Regions from separate parts of the Columba livia genome. Here region 1 is linked to region 2. The links are chromatin contacts, called in public Hi-C maps. All regions are on one chromosome and are shown on one strand. The core of a region is the stretch at or near the end of the contact, and the rest is flanking DNA. Distances in the headings are between cores, read along the strand shown. Region 1 overlaps CELSR1 (cadherin EGF LAG seven-pass G-type receptor 1). Region 2 holds the start of CELSR1 (cadherin EGF LAG seven-pass G-type receptor 1).

What was found. Hi-C and Micro-C count contacts between places; a contact is called where the count stands out from the background.
Region 1: a Hi-C map of liver shows a contact between it and region 2, with 3 times the contacts expected there. The contact joins the enhancer-like site here to the promoter of CELSR1 in region 2. A contact is called at or near these places in 2 of 2 Hi-C or Micro-C datasets (crop and liver).

Annotation. Positions count from the first base shown.
Region 1 is chr1:195,220,341-195,223,304 of bColLiv1.pat.W.v2, reverse strand. It overlaps CELSR1 (cadherin EGF LAG seven-pass G-type receptor 1), which reads right to left. Exons shown (of 35, transcript XM_065048980.1): 3 at 246-468. Among named protein-coding and RNA genes, the nearest start is that of CELSR1, 92 kb to the right of the region's middle. Within about 2 kb of position 1,709, at least 1 of the 3 cell types and tissues checked has an H3K27ac peak away from gene starts, as active enhancers do.
Region 2 is chr1:195,128,445-195,131,290 of bColLiv1.pat.W.v2, reverse strand. It overlaps CELSR1 (cadherin EGF LAG seven-pass G-type receptor 1), which reads right to left and starts at 1,530. Exons shown (of 35, transcript XM_065048980.1): 1 at 1-1,530. The coding sequence starts at 1,356.

The sequences.
Region 1 (2,964 bases), core at 460-2,959, 92 kb before region 2:
CATTGCCCCCAGCTGCAGCAGAGAAAGGTCGGGAGGTGGCACCTCAGCAGCATCCTCAGTGGGGCAGAAAATCAAATGCTTTCAAATAACACAACTGTGCCCAACTTGCAGGAGTCACTGTCAGCAATCCCCCAGAGTGACTTGTACACGTAGGTACCTTGGTGGGTGACAATATTTAACAAGCAGCCCCTGAAGCTTAAGCGGAGAAGCCACCAGCCAGAGAGCCCTTCCCCACTGGGACTTACATGAGGGAGACGGTGAAGTGGAATCGCTGCCGCAGCCCCTTGAAGGTGATGAAGGACTGCGGGGGGAAGCTCCTGGTGGTCATCTCGCAGTACGGCCGCTCGTATTCGCCCGGCGGACACTCACACTTGAAGCCGCCGATCAGCAGGTTCACGCAGGTTCCTCCGTTCTTGCACACCCCTGGAGCGCAGCGGCCGGAGCGCGCGTTCACCTCGCAGTACTCTCCTGCAAGGGGACAAGCAGACGTCAGGGACACTTCACCCCAGCAGCAAGCTGTGATGCTCAGAGTGGTTCTGCTAAAGGTTAAGCTACTTCCAAAGTTCTGCACCTGACCCGCTCTGCAATCAAGGCACAAGCCTGTAATTGCAGGGGGTAAGGGTGCTGCATCATCTTTCAAGTCTGAATTTTCAGGGGAGTGCGGGATATGATCTGCTGAGCAATCCTCTTGCAAATACCCAACAACGCTGGCCCCAGTTTTCAGATTCCTTGGCTGCTGCCAGACAGATCTATATGGGAGGAGGTAACATCAACAGCTAAAAACTTACACACTCTCTGTCAACCAAAATACGTGTAAATTGTTCTGGCATTTCACTATGGGTTGGAAATTGTGTCAACAGATAAGTGTTTGCACTTCGCCTCGAGCGGAATTTGGCTTTGCTGCCCGTGGCAGCGGCAGGGCACGGCTGAACTCGTGACAATGGTTGCAAAATGTTTATAGAAAGAATAAGCAGGATACCAATGACATACATACTGCTTCCACCTTTTCCCACGTATCCTGCAGGTGACAGCCATCTTCTGAACTCTTCAGAGACGGGCACAGTAACTCCCCGCAGAAATTACAGATTCTGTGTAAGGGTTGCTGAACCTGTTTTCCCCCCAAATGCTTTGTCTTTATTAACTCAGAAGGCTGTATTAAGGCGCGTTAAATGCAATACTAAAGAATGAGGTGTCTTCCTTTCTATGTACACCATATTTTTTCTTGTGTTTGCCCAAAATCTGAGAGTGAATCACAATTGTAAAATATAACATACAAAAGATATTCACTTCAAAAAATCTGCTGCGGTTGGGACAAAAGCAGCTGCTGAATTAATCATTGTATGGGAAGCTAAACCCTCTATGTGAGTTAATTAGTTAACATTTATGTTTTGGCATGTATCTTCCTAAGGTATAAAGTATGTTCAGATCCTGCATGTAAAACTCTTCAGAGAAACTGAAGATGGCATACATAGTTGAATTTTACCCAGTAATAGTGTCTGACGAGTAAATGCAGAGCAAAACTACTCAGCACAACCGGCTGAAGGAATGAATGTATTTGCAACAGTTTGATATTTGCATGATTACTCACTACCAGATTATACAATCACATTAATTCAAGCACAGTTAAAACCGTGCAAATGCATTCCTGGAGGAAAGTAAAAGCAGCAGGAGCTGTGGGCAGTGACTCACAAAGGCAAATTAAAGCAGAAAGTTTTGCTCCAGTCACTGCCCCCGCAGCCCTGCTCCCGCGGGTTCCCACGCCAAAGCTGCCCGCGCTGCCGCATCCAGACCTGGACGTGCACCTCTGTTTTACACCAGGTCGTATTTTGCAACAGTGTGCAGCTGGTTTAGCCACTGCTCTGGGGGCAGCGATCTCTGAGACAAGGTGAGGTGGACAGCCGAGCCATTTTGGCTCTCCAGCTTTGCTGCCTTTCTCCTCTCACATCAACATCATATGCTTTTCAGGCAGGTACGATTTATGCCAGCAAAATGCAGGAGCAAATACAAGAGTGCTGGGACCATGCTGCCAGCCAAACGCACATCCCATCCAGGTGGGCTCAGCTCCGGAGGACCCACCTCTGGTCCTGCCCCGTGCTCCCCACATGAGCAGAGCCACCATACAACTGCCTCCCGACCAATGCATTTGTCTGTCTCCTGGCAAACAACAGACTGGGGTGTTTCAGTATATTTGAAAGGGATGTGATACAAAGCACAAGGGAGCTGAACACATCTCTCTATAATAATAACTCTTGCAGTTAACAAATTATGAAGTAAATCTTTCCCGTCATCCTAGAGGGAGTGCAATCCAAAACCTCTCAAGTAATAAACCATGTAGCTGAGAGTTCAGCTTCAGGCCTGTGCTTAGAGCTTTTCTGATTCAGCACTGATGTTCCCATATTCTTCACTTCAATGTATTAAGTTGAAATGCCATGAAAACCTTTTGATAAATATCATCCTGTTTCCATTTATTAACTGTAAGTATCAGGCAAGACTATGTGAATACACCTCCCATAGTACTTTAAAATGCTCTACAATGTGTTTCTTTTGTGAGAAATTATATATATCATCCAAGAGCGAAAATTCCCTCAGTGTACTGGATGTGCCAAACAAAGCGTGCACACACACTGGATGCACTAAGAGGACACTACAGAAAACACTTCTTGATGATCCGCTGCACAAGCACAGCCCATCCCCCTTAACACACACATATTGTGTACCAAAACTCTCAAAAAAATGGACAAACACAGTTTCTGAAGAAAGATTAAACACAGGCTTGTTGCTTTAAAAAAAATCATAGGGTATTTTGTGAAATAACTCTCCAGCTCAGAGAGGAATGCAATCTTCAAGGCTTTCTGAAAACAGAATGATATATTTGGCAAAAGCAAATAACGCTCAGGCTTGAATACACAGCAAGAAAAAGGGGCGAGCTAAAAGGAGAGATTCCTGGCACTGTAGCACGCTGTG
Region 2 (2,846 bases), core at 281-2,780:
GCTCACAAAGATGGGGGCATTATCATTCACGTCCACGACCTGCACCGACACCATGCCACTGGAGTTGATCAAGGGTGGTCTGCCCCCATCCTGGGCTTTGATCCGGAGCGTGTACTCCCGAATAGTCTCATAATCCAGAGGGTTGATCAGGTCGATGGCGCCAGAGAAAGAGTGGATATAGAACTGGCCTTTCAGGTTGCCACTCACAATGCTGTAGTGCACCTGGGCATTGCTGCCCCGGTCCCGATCTGTGGCCTGCACTTGCATTATCTGGCTGTTCACTGGGGCATCCTCTGGCACCTGGACCAGGTAGCGTTTCTCACTGAACTGAGGGTAGTTGTCATTCTCGTCTTCTACAGTGATGTGCACCATAGCCGTAGCACTCCGTGGGCCCGGATCCTTGCCCTGGTCATTGGCTTCCACCACCAGGTGATACTCAGAGACCTCCTCGCGGTCCACTGGGGCTCGGGTCCTCACAACCCCGGAACGCGGGTCGATCTCAAAAACCCCATCACCAGCTCCTGGCTCCAGCAGGCGGTAAAGCATGTTGGCATTGGCTGGGGCATCGCCGTCAGTGGCGCGAATGGTCAGCACCTCATAACCCACCTCTAGGTTCTCCCGGATGCTCTCCCGGTACTCGGGCTGCTCAAACACCGGCTCGTGGTCGTTGGTGTCACTCACGGTCACTGTCAGGTAGGTGGTGGCCGAGCGGCGGCGTGGGGAGCCGTGGTCGGAGGCTGTCACCTTTAGCACGTGGGTGTCCTTCGTCTCCCGGTCAAGGCTGCGAGCGGTGACCACGCTGCCCGTCTCAGCATCGATGGAGAAGTAGTCGTTGGAGCGCTCGTCAAAGAGCGCCTCCATGGAGTACGCCAGCCGGCCGGCCTCCCCCTCGTCGGGGTCCTGGGCGCGCAGCACGATGACCGCCGTGCCGGCCGGCTCGTTCTCGGGGATGGAGACCTGGTAGCTGGGCAGCTGGAACTGCGGTGGGCTGTTGAGGCTCCGCGCCCGCCGCGCTCCGCGCCGCCCGCCGCGCTCTTCCCCCGGCGGCGGGGCGCAGCCGGCGGCGGCTCCGCGGGGCTCGGGGGCCGCCCGCTGCCGGGCGCGCCGCTGGCAGGGACCGGGACCGCGGGGCCCGGCGGGCGCAGCGCGGCGAAGCGCGGCTCCCACCGCCCTCAGGCGCCCCGCGGGCGGCACAGCCGGCGGCTCATTGGCGGCAGCGCGGCGCCCCGCGGCCCCCGGGGGCAGGTGGAGGAGCGGGGCGGCGCGGGGCGGCCGCAGCTCGCCGCCGCCCGCCGGCGCCAGGGCACAGAGCAGCGCGGCCCAGGACAAGCAGGCGGCGGCGGACAGCCGCAGCATCTCCGGGGCTCAGCGGGCAGCGATGCCGGGCAGAGGGCTGCCGCACAATCCATCCACCCGCCGGGCTGCCCGCCCGCCCTCATCCATCAGCCGCCGGCTCGGCCCCCCCCGCCGCCCTCGCCGCCCGGGCGCTCCCGGCCCAGAGCCCAGCGCCCCGTTCCCGGGCAGCGGGCTGTAGAGCTCCAACTTTTCCACCTTAAACTTTGAAGTGAGTTCAAAATGGCTCCTCTCCTCCTCCTCCCACTGCCGCTCCCGAGAGGGTGATTAGCATAAACCTGCTGCTCGTCTCCTTCAAAAAAAAAAAAGGAAAAAGAGGGGGAATTAAATACCGAAGTCCCCCTGCGACGGGGCTGACCCACGGGTAGCGCGGTCCCGCGTGGCTGCGCGACCCGGCGGACGCACCCCGTCCAGTCCTTTCCTATCCCGTCCCTGCCGTCCCGTCTCGTCCCGTCCCGCTCCGCTCCGTTCCGCACGGGCTGAGCGGCGCAGACTGCGCGGCGGGCGCTGCCCGGGGCGGGGTTTCCTGCCGGCCCCGCCCGGCCCCTCCCGGGCGGCGGCGGCGGCGGGGCCGGGCCGGGGCCGGCCCCTGGGCGCTCCCACCCCGTCGCCCGGCGCCTCTCGGCGGCCGGTCCTGGCCCCGCGGCCCGGTAGCCGGCAGAGCGGGCCGCCCCGGCGGGGGCTGCGCTGGCTGGGGCCGCACGGGCGGCTGGCGGAGCGGGAACCGCCGGGACGGCCCCGCTACCCCCGCCAGAACCGGCGCTCCGAGGGGCGGCGGGAAGGGGCTGCCCTGCGGCTGCAGCCGCTTCCCCCGGCGTAGCCACCTGTCGTCTCGGGTCCGTCGTTCAGAACTCAGTTAAACGGAATTTGAATTTATTTATTTTTATTCTCCCTGGGGAAGGGGGAGGGGAAGTAATATTACGTTTTCAGGGCAGAATAGGCATCATCTGCCTGACTTAGGGACTGCCGCGAACCCCGGTGGTAGGTTTTGCTGACAGGCTCTTTTCTCTGAACTGTGCCGAACAGCAGGTAGGATCTGGAGCCTTGAACTAGAGTTTTCTTTGGAGCAATTGCAAATAATTATATATGAGATGCAAACTTAGGTAGTTTGTGGGAAGAAGCAAAGCCAAACCCCGCATGTAAATGTTACAGTGGTGATTATATTGTCAATTCTATGAATTTATGCTAAAGAGTTTCTGTCGTTTTACTTTTTTTGTGGGTAACGCTGGCGTTGCAGCGGTGCGCCCGGGCTGAGCCTCCATCCCTGCGGCTGCAGTGGCCTCTGCTGGGAGCGGCGGGAAAGGCTGGGAGCAGCCCGGCTGTAAAACCCGCCGCGGGGACCCGCCGCTGGGCACATCGCACCGCCGGGACAACACCGCGCTGACCGCACAGCGACCTTGCCAACAAGAGCTTCACGTACCGCGAAGAGCTGGGGGGCGAGCGCTGAGCCGCCACGGGTTGTAACCGGGGTTTCGCAAAACGCCGTGCCCTGG